Linked DNA regions of Callithrix jacchus: regions 1 and 2 are each linked to region 3. A link is a contact called in public Hi-C data. All regions are on one chromosome and are shown on one strand. The core of a region is the stretch at or near the end of the contact, and the rest is flanking DNA. Distances in the headings are between cores, read along the strand shown. Region 1 holds the start of MET (MET proto-oncogene, receptor tyrosine kinase). Region 2 overlaps LOC128928430 (a long non-coding RNA gene). Region 3 has its middle 54 kb from the start of CAPZA2.

What was found. A called contact is a pair of places that touch in the nucleus more often than the background predicts.
Region 1: a contact with region 3 is called in a Hi-C map of skeletal muscle, with 5 times the contacts expected there. The contact joins the promoter of MET here to the enhancer-like site in region 3. A contact is called at or near these places in 3 of 3 Hi-C or Micro-C datasets (induced pluripotent stem cells and skeletal muscle).
Region 2: a contact with region 3 is called in a Hi-C map of skeletal muscle, with 17 times the contacts expected there. The contact joins two enhancer-like sites. A contact is called at or near these places in 3 of 3 Hi-C or Micro-C datasets (induced pluripotent stem cells and skeletal muscle).

What each region holds. Positions count from the first base shown.
Region 1 is chr11:87,253,668-87,256,782 of calJac240_pri, forward strand. MET (MET proto-oncogene, receptor tyrosine kinase) reads left to right here and starts at 1,810. Exons shown (of 21, transcript XM_078343250.1): 1 at 1,810-2,215. The region is part of intron 1 of LOC128928430 (a long non-coding RNA gene); the gene reads right to left.
Region 2 is chr11:87,167,891-87,171,455 of calJac240_pri, forward strand. The region is part of intron 2 of LOC128928430 (a long non-coding RNA gene); the gene reads right to left. Among named protein-coding and RNA genes, the nearest start is that of CAV1, 64 kb to the left of the region's middle. Within about 2 kb of position 1,726, at least 1 of the 16 cell types and tissues checked has an H3K27ac peak or open chromatin away from gene starts, as enhancers often do. A contact at or near this core is called in skeletal muscle, where this site is marked.
Region 3 is chr11:87,385,652-87,388,719 of calJac240_pri, forward strand. No RefSeq gene overlaps it. Among named protein-coding and RNA genes, the nearest start is that of CAPZA2, 54 kb to the right of the region's middle. Within about 2 kb of position 1,525, at least 6 of the 16 cell types and tissues checked have an H3K27ac peak or open chromatin away from gene starts, as enhancers often do. A contact at or near this core is called in skeletal muscle, where this site is marked.

The DNA.
Region 1 (3,115 bases), core at 560-3,059, 130 kb before region 3:
AATGCTTTAATTTATCCAACTTTTATTGAAAGCTGTTACTGAACCCAAAATCTGTAACTGATCTGTCCATAAATAGTCCCAGTGTCTCGTAATCAGTAAATTAGTGTTTTTTAATGAGCTATAGTCATTGATAAATTATGCCATGCAGTATCGGGAAATCTCCAGTAGGGCTGCCTTGCTTATGTAGCCTGCCCGGCCCTCTTGATATGGTGTGAAGGACACTGGACTGAGCTGAGAGCTAAGTTCTAGCCTTGCCCCTCTTACTAACCAGCCATGTGACTCTCTCTTAGAAACTCAGTTTCTTCATCTGCAAAATGGTTCAATGCAAGACTTTAGTAATGTAATGGGAAATTTCCTTTTCCATAAAATTGGGGAATCACAAGGTTAATCACTTTTGAGAATTGAAATCACTCGTGGTTTTTTGTTGTTGTTGTTGTTGTTGTTTGCTTGTTTGTTTTTGAGACAGAGTCTCGCTTTGTCGCCCAGGCTGGAGTGCAGTGGCGTGATCTCGGCTCACTGCAACCTCCACCTCCCTGGTTCAAGCAATTCTCCTACCTCAGCCTCCCAAATAGCTGGGATTACAGGCACACACCACCACGCCCGGCTAATTTTTTTGTATTTTTAGTAAAGACGGGATTACACCAAGTTAGCCAGACTGGTCTGGAACTCCTGACCTCAGGCAATCCGCCCGCCTCAGCCTCCCAAATTGCTGGTATTACCAGCGTGAAGCCTGGGATCACTCTTATATAACCTCTGATAATGTCTGGCACATAGTAAGCTCTTGAGAAATGGTATTTACTCTTACTATATTTTTCTATCTTTAATTCTGTAGTGAATAAGACCTGAACCTGCATAGTAACTGTTATTTTCACCCATTACTTTCAATAACGAAGAGATAGATCCACGTCTCATTAACTATTGCCATGATTGAACAAGCCTGCATGAGAGCCAGAACGAACTCAAGTTCTAACTGGCAATGCTCATTCCTTAGATCCTATTACCTTCGAGTGTTCATTTACTCTTGTAGGTCAGTGTCAACTTTTATAACGAAATATAAAATTATCCCAACACAATCCTAATAGAGTTCACCAAGGCCCCAAAAGCTCTTTTTTAAATATCATCATAAGATTTCAACATTCAAGAATTAAACTTTTGTTCTGTTTTGCTTGCTCATCGCTATTTGCTCAGTTATTTAATCAGCCTGCTTCCGGCTAAGAAAAAAAAAGTTGAAGAAATGGAAGTCTCCTCGGGGTGAAACTCCTGTGTTGTTCTTCCTTGCAGAAATCTGAGTTATTATAGTAGAGGATAATCGGTGCATAATGAAATTATTGGGACAATTCGTCCATCCACTCCTACCTCCGCCTCTAACAATGAACTCCTTGTTTCTGCCGTGCCCAAATCTCTCTATACCCGGTGGATGCCGGGCGGTTAGCGGAGACGTGGGAGAGGCCGAGAGCAGAGTTCGCGCCCTTCCCGGGGCCAGCGCGCGGGGTGCCAGGAGGGTGCGCACCCTGCCTCTGCGCGCCGGGTGACACTCGCCGCCCAAGCGCCAGGAGGGGGAGACTCGGTCCCGCTTATCTCTTGCTGAGCTAACTTCAGACCGCCTGAGCTGGGGGAGGAGAGCGCGCAGCCAGGGCGAGAAAAGTTCTCCACCTAGAAAGTTTCACCTTGTCGTGGGCGGGGCAGGGGCGGGGAGGAAACGCGACCCCCGCGGGGCCAGGCGCGGCGCGGACGGCAGGAAGGGCGGGGGCCGATTTCCCTCTGGGTGGTGCCAGTCCGCATCTCAGCGGTCCTTGGAACCCGCGGACTAGGCTGACCGACAGCGCGCGAGGCAGACAGACACGTGCTGGGGCGGGGGGGCGAGCGCCCTGGTCTGGTCGCCTGGAGGTGCCTCCCGCCCCGACGCGCCCGGGCCGCCGCGGGCCGCGCGCGCCGATGCCCGGCTGAGTCACTGGCCGGGCAGCGCGCGTGTGGGAAGGGGCGGAGGGAGAGCGGCCGGCGGGCGGGGCGCTGGGCTCCGCCGGGCCGCAGGTGACCCGAAGGCCCTCGCCTCCCGCGGCGCCCCGAGCGCTTTGTGAGCAAATGCGGAGCCGAGTGAAGGGCGCGAGCCAGATGCGGGGCGACAGCTGACTTGCTGCGAGGAGGCGGGGAGGCGCGGAGCGCGCGGGTGGTCCCTGCGCCGCTGACTTCTCCACGGGTTCCTGGGCACCGCAAGGTAAAACTACAGCCCCTCTTCAGATCCCGCACCCGACTCCTGGTCCCGGCGGTTCTGCTTTCTTTGTTCCCCTAAGAGACCTGACTGCTGTTCCAGGGGGCAAAACCACGGAGGTAGGAGAGAGTTTAGGAGCTTCGGAAACTGAAGAGACATGGCCAGGAGGAGGGCGAAACGAGAATGGGGCTTGTCGTTTTAGAGGGTTGCTTCTGATGGCCACCTGTGTGACTTAGGAGGGAGAGGGGCGCTGGGACAGCGGGTGATGTGTGACTGTTACGGCCCAGCAAGTTTTAAAGCTAGGATCTGACTCAGCCCTTACAAAAGGGATCCGGTCATCCTCGTCCCACCGTGATGCAGTCGGCAAGGTTTGAGCCGAGCTGTTTCCTTGTTCCCAGCCTTGCTTTATCTGTATTATGTTGGGGTCCTTCCAAGGGGCAGGTGTTTCTGTGAAAGTCTGAATTTTTCATTTCTGGCAATCACGCGGGGCTTGTGATCCATCCATTTTCCATGGTACCTTATCTCTTTATGGGGCTTGTGGAGGCCATCTATCTCATTAGGTGAAATAGATTATAACCAGAGGCTGGGCAATGTTGTCAGTCATAGTGCTAACCCGATAATTAAAGCACCAGTGAAGTACTTTCCCTGACTATTGTCAATGCAAAATTTACTCCGAGGTACTGTTTCCCATTCATTTCTTTTATGTTTTAAAAGAACCATTTGCTAATTTGGCAGTTGGAGAGGGCTCCAGTGGCTCATGCGTGAATAGTTGCCCAGTGTATTTTACCTTATCACGGTTTTATGTTCAAAGGAGCCCTCAGGCAGAATGAAATATTGTCAGCTCTCTTAGGCAAAATAATCAAGATACTTTAATTGCTATGTTAAGATGGTCCATGAATGTGAGAG
Region 2 (3,565 bases), core at 476-2,975, 220 kb before region 3:
ATTTGACTTACTGCTGGCCAGAACCAGTGTTGCTGATATGGGGCTCACAAATACCACCCAGGGCTTCACCCTGTCCTGTGACCAGAGCCCTTCACCCCCATCCCAGCAAGCTGGCTTCTCCTGGCCAACAAAGACCAAGAAAGAAAAAATGAATCTATCCCTGTATTTCTATCAAGAATTATCAAAACAAACTCTAACTTTTTAGGAAACAAAGTGACTGGAAATCCGAAATTGATTGCATCTTCAAACTTCTTTTAAGTTTGACCCCAAAAGAAGAATGAAGTTTCTCTGAAACTCCTGCATCCACTGACAGGAATTGGAGTCTTAGTCAATTTGCCTGAAGTTAGATCTTTGTGACACCTGATTTTCTTAATTATAGATAGGCCATGTTCTGGGAGCACTATACAATATTTGGTTTGCAGGTCCAGAGTTGTGAGAAGAGGTTGTGGCACTAGGGGCCTGGTGGATTCCATTGTTTTGCCTAAAAATCAATGTTAATGGATGGTTGCGTGAACCACGCAAAGTGTGGAGGTTTCTACTTTCTTAGTAGAAGAAAGAGGTTTGTAGAGGTTCTCTGGAGAAATAACAAGAGGAATTACCTACATAAGAATGGTAAACAGGCTTATACATAACTCATGTAGGCATGTATAACTAATACATTTTCCCCAAGGACATGGTAAACTTTTCCCATCTCAAGTAAAACCTCTAAATCTAGGTTCTGGGTCTGGCTCTTTTCGCAGGGTAAAGGCATGGAGTTGGATGAAAAAGGTCTTTTTCTTAAGGCAGGGTAACTTTTATAAGACAAGAATTCCAGAAGGGGCCAGGGCTCAATGTTGATCTAGCCCAGATGCAAAGGACAGGTACAAAGTCGGGCACACCCAGCCTCATGTGCGCAGAGGACATGACAGCTGGAACCGATGTCAAGAGGTAACAGACTGTCCAGGGGCATTCGTCCTGACCATGTATATCTAAACCTCTCTGATTTATTCATGGTCAGTAGCAAAAAGAAGGAAGCAACAGCACACAGTCGTACTCACAGCAACCACCCGGGAACCTTTTCTCACTGCTGCCCACCTTACTTTTAGTTCCTGACTTCCCCAGCTCTGCCTGCCTTCTGAACTTTCACCTTCATGAAAGGTAGAATTCAGGAGCTATTAGAAAGCCAGGTTCATAAACTATGGTGGTTCCAAAACCCCAGGTACACATTAAAATCACCTGGGGATTTTATAAGAATCCCATTGCCCAGGCCATATCCTAAGCCAATTACATTAGGGTTTCTAGGCATAGGACCAGGTATCAGTCTGTTTTCAAGCTCCGAGGGCCACTGAGTTACTATCAGATGGTTTGAGCTCGAAGTCCAGTATAAACAATTACCTCTTCTCTCTCTCTCTATCTCAGTATTCTCATCTGTAAAATGGTGATCATTATAGTGTCTAATTTATACGATTGCAAGGATTGAGTTCATTCACATAAAAATATCAGCACAGTTCTTAAATGCTGGTTCTTAGCACCCAGTTTCCTCTTCTTGACTTTCCAGTTTTGAATTTCAATGCCTTCCAAATTCTTAGCTTTTTCTCGTCCTCCCCGTCCTCCCCTATCAGTTGTTGTAGGTATGCTCTGGGGATAGGCTATAGAGTTGGCACCCTGACCAGGATCGCCCCTGCCACTGAGGGCCACTGGACAGGACTTGAAGGGTTAAACACAAAGGAAACACTGACAGAGGGTGGTAACAGAGAGGGTGCAAACTGTCCTAAACTGCCCCAGGACTGAGGTATTTCCCAGGATACAGGACTTTGAGAGCTGAAACCAGGACAGCCCTGGTAATCCAGAACAGTTGTTAGCTCTAACTGGAACAGACAGTCCAGGAAATCAATGCAGGCAGGAGTTATCTTTAGGAACATCAATGAGCAGGAAGTCAGGGTCTCAAGGTTAGACTCCACCCCAGAGAAGGATAAAGTGAAAGAAGACAAGAAACTGCAAGAGCAAGGCAGGACCCCAGCCCCCACAGCCCCCAGACCCTGCCTCATTCTTTTGTATGGCTGCCTAGTATCCTAGTATTCCATGGTGTGTGGGTATATATATATATACACCATATTTATTCAGTCTGTCATTAATGGGCATTTGGGTTGGTTCCAAGTCTTTGCTATTCTAAATAGTGCTGCAATAAACATAACAAACAATAGTGTGCATGTATACCTATGTTACAAACCTGCACATGTATCCCAGAACTTAAAGTAAACTAAAAAAAGAAAAGGCATTAGAACAACAACAACAATAACAAAAGAAGTTTAATAGGCTTACAGTTCCACATGGCTAAGGAGGCTTCACAATCATGGCGGAAGGTGAAAGGTGCTTACTTCCTACATGACTGCAGCAAGAGTGAGCTCGTGCAGGGAAACTCTCCCTTATAGAACCATTGGATCTCATGAGATTTATTCATTCTCATGAAAACAGCACAGAAAATACCTGCCCCTATGATTCAATTACCTCCCACTGGGCCCCTCCCAACACATGTGGAAATTGTGGGAGTTACAATTCAAGATGAGATTTGGGTAGGGACACAGCCAGACCACATCAACATATATTCTGATACATGCTATGACATAGGTGAACCTTGAGGATCTTGTGCTAAGTGAAATACCTCAGTTCTGGGGCAGTTTAGGACAGTCATTTCATCAGGAGCAGGCTCTCCCCCACCCCCGAACCAGTGGCCTCACTACCTCCTGCAGCCGCGCACTTGCTTATTTCTGGCCTGACAAAAAGCCCAGTGGATGCTCTGAGTGCATCAACTCTTGGAAACAATGATTCTTCCTCTCTGCTCCCCAGTGGAGTAGGATGGGTTATCTTGCCTAAGTTTTTTGAGGCACACAAGAACAACCACAAAGGCAGAGGTTCCCTGGGAACTTCCTCTCCTTTAGGGAAAAACAAAATCAATTCTCTCTCTCTCTTCCTTCCTCCCGAAGCCTCCCCACTGCCCTCCACATTTTTCACGTTGACAAATCAGATTGGAAGCCTGTATGACAGCCACTTTTCAGTATTTAACAAGAACTCTCCCTACAGCATCTACAAGTTACGTCTTCAACACACAAGCACGGTTTCTAGGAGGACAAGCATCGTCTAGGATGTTGCTGCTCATATTAGAAAGGGCAGCATCTGTCCTCAAATCACACCCTCCAGTCTGCCTCTCTCTCACAAATCAAGAAAACCTACAGAAAATTGGCTTATTGCATTTATCATTCCACCGTTTGAGGAAGTTTTAAGTTAATAATTTCCTTTAATTGTGCCAAAATCTTCTTCAAACACAATGAATAAAATAGGCAGATATAGGTTTTATTTCCATTGGTTCTCTGAGGCTAAAAATGAAGAAGCCAGTAACTTAATGCTAACTTTTAATCTCATTGTGTGAGACCTTATCAATGTTTCCAAAATGCATGTTTAAAAAATAGCTGCCCTTAGGGTTTCAGAAGTTGTTCTGTGAATTCTAGTGCATGCACTGCCATCTACTGGACATTTACAATGCAAAGCTAACTAAGATCTGTAGAAATAAGTGCTTTTAATCACTGAA
Region 3 (3,068 bases), core at 275-2,774:
TCCTTTTTCATTTATTTGATTTAAAAATACTGTTGGGAGCCTTCTACAAGATAGGTGCTATTGTAAAGAAAGAAGATACAGTAGGCAATATACTAACCAAGACTGTTGCTCCCCAGGGGCATTTATTCCAAAGCAGGGAAAAAGAAAGACAGACAAAAGGCAGGGAGAGGGAAGAAAAAAGGGAGAAAAGGAGAAAGGGAAAAAAAGCAGAAAAAAGAGAAAGATGACAGATAAACAATAAAACTATCAACATTTGGTGGTATGAAGCCATGGAACCTGGAGGCTATCTAGGGATAGATGCCAGAAAGAGCCAAGGATACAGCCTTAGGGCACTACAGTGTGTAGAAGTCAGAAAGGTGAGACTGAAGAGCCCATAAAATGCTAGGTTATCACTCTGTCCCCCAGGCTGGAATGCAATGGCTCCATCATGGCTCACTGCAGCCTCCACCTCTTGCGTTCAAGCAGTTCTCCTGCCTCAGCCTCCCAAGTAGCTGGGATTACAGGTACACACCACCACGCCCAGCTAAATTTTTTTTTTTTTTTTGGAGATTGAGTCATACTCTATTGCCCAGACTAGGCTCACTGCAACCTCCGCCTCTCTGGTTCAAGCGATTCTTGTGCCTCAGCCACCTGAGTGGCTGGGATTACAGATGCGTGCTACCACCCCCAGCTAATTTTTGTATTTTTACTAGAGATCGTGTTTTGCCATGTTGGCCAGGTTGGTCTTGAACTCCTGGCTTCAAGTGATCTTCCCACCTTAACCTTCCAAAGTGCTAGGATTACAGGCGTGAGCCACTGCACCTGACTGATTTTTCTAAAATTATGTACATTTTGCTTCTAGCCTATTAAAGATACCAACAAATGTTTTTTTCTTCATTTTTTAAAAAATTATCTCCCTCCTCACCAACTCCCACGATGTAAATATAATTAATCTCTGGTTCTAAAAAAAAGACAACTGAGCCACTGTATACCAAAGGAATAAAAAACTAACACTTCCTTTGCTCAATTTATCTAGGCCCGCTCTGAATGTATTGAGTGAGCAAAGATCATACAATATCAAATCATTATAGATCACAACTAGCAATCCCAAATGACAAGTCCTCTGTTCTTCGGAATTTCATTTCATTCAAATTGTTCTAAAGTTTGCATCCTAAATTATACAAATTTTATCCACTACTGTCTTCTATTTTAAAGAGGGAAAATTTTGCAATCTTTATTTACCTGTCCCCTTTAAACATCCAGTGCTAACACTTGGACGAAAGCATTTATCATTATCATAATTAGAGACAGTCCCTAAAAGCAAAAAAAGCAATAACCCACAATTAATCTAGAGTGTGTATATCAGAATTAGGTTCAGAAAATCCCAAAACAACTGTACCTTACAGGAGATGAGATTTTTTCTCTTACACAAAACAGGTTGGAGGATGGGCAGTTGGGGGCTGGTATAGAGGCTGCAAGATGTTGGCAGGGACCCAGGCTCCCATCCTTCTACTCCACCATGCCAAGGCATGCCTTCTATCCTCAAGGTCACCTTGTGGTCCAGATGGCTTCCTGCCCCTCAAGAAGGAGGGGGAAAGCCTGAGTCAACACACTTTATGAACCTTCCTTATAATAGAAGGGGTTGAGGAAGGTTGTGTGGTGAAAGAAGATGCTTCTGAATTGGGCCCAGAGAGATAGGTAAGAAAAGGACATTCTCCACAGAGTGGATCATATTGGCAAAGAAGTCAGAAAAGTACAAGCATGGTTAAGGAACAAGATATATTAATTTGAATATAATAATATTTCGGAAAAATAGTAATGTGTCTGTTGATGAAGAGCCTTGGTGTACAATTGACTATAAGCCTCCCCACTCCCCACCTATAAGAGAATGATTCTCTTATTTCCTCATGATCTGGGGAAGCAGGTTTGGAAATTCAGGGATAGGGTCGAGTAATAGGAAAATATAATCAGAATAAAAGAAGATGAGTTTTTTGTTATTTTGGGCTGCCAGCCCCTGAGCTCTGGCGGCGCCAACACACCCCTTTCCGGGAGCAAGTCCACCCAGAACACTTCATGCCCATGGACGTGCTGCAATACTGTGCATTTAGTTCTCTCTCCTGGAGGAACACAGCCCACGGGCTGGCGCACAGTAAGCACTACAGAGATATTGCGGATCGAGACTATAAAAACTAGGGTGCAAGCTCCGGGAGTGTAGAGAGCACCCGAATCAAGACGCCCCTTTAATAACACTCTAAGGTGTTAGGAAATGGGGAAAAAGGAGAGGCTTTCAAAACAGAGGGGCAACAAAATCAGAACTATTATTTGGAATAATAACTCTAACAGCAATAATTGGAAGAGGAAATATCTTAAAAGGTCAACTAGGAGACTATTTCAATCACACAGGAGCGTCTAGATAACTAAAACAGAAACAACAGTTGTATTGAAGGAGATTGGCAAGAGGTCAGCATCCCATAATCACGTTGCACTATTGCTTTGTTTGATTGTATTTGATGGCATGATTGTTTACAACCCTCAACTTTCTTCCCAGCTTTATCATCAGTGTTACTTTAGAATAATGAAGCCTGTTCTATCCATTAACTCCACTAACATTTGATCTCCCTATAGGTTGAGGTTAAAAATTAATTACTCTTCCAACATATTGATTACATGACTATAAATACAAAAACAGAACTACAAAGCAACTAAGGGACCTTTTGTTTAAATAGCATGTTTGCTCTTTTTAAAGGAGGTAATTGATGGCAAAGGACTTTGGAACGGGAGGAACATGCTAGAAAAGCAACCCTTGAGTGCCATCTAGTGTTGACAACACATTTAAATGTAGTGTATCAAAGAAGGGTCTGGTTTCTTACACTGCAGTGACTTATTGTTGAAAGTAGGCAATGTTTGAATAGTAAAAACTAAACTTACACTGCTTTTGTTGTTTGCCACCCGGGTATTAACATGAATCTTCATTTTTGAACTACAGTGGGAGGAAGGCTTCATTTCAGCTTCTAGATCAAGGTGCGTTCACAGAATTGGAGGGCATTGAGTTCAGCTTTGCCTCATCCTTCATACAACTCTTTCTTTTT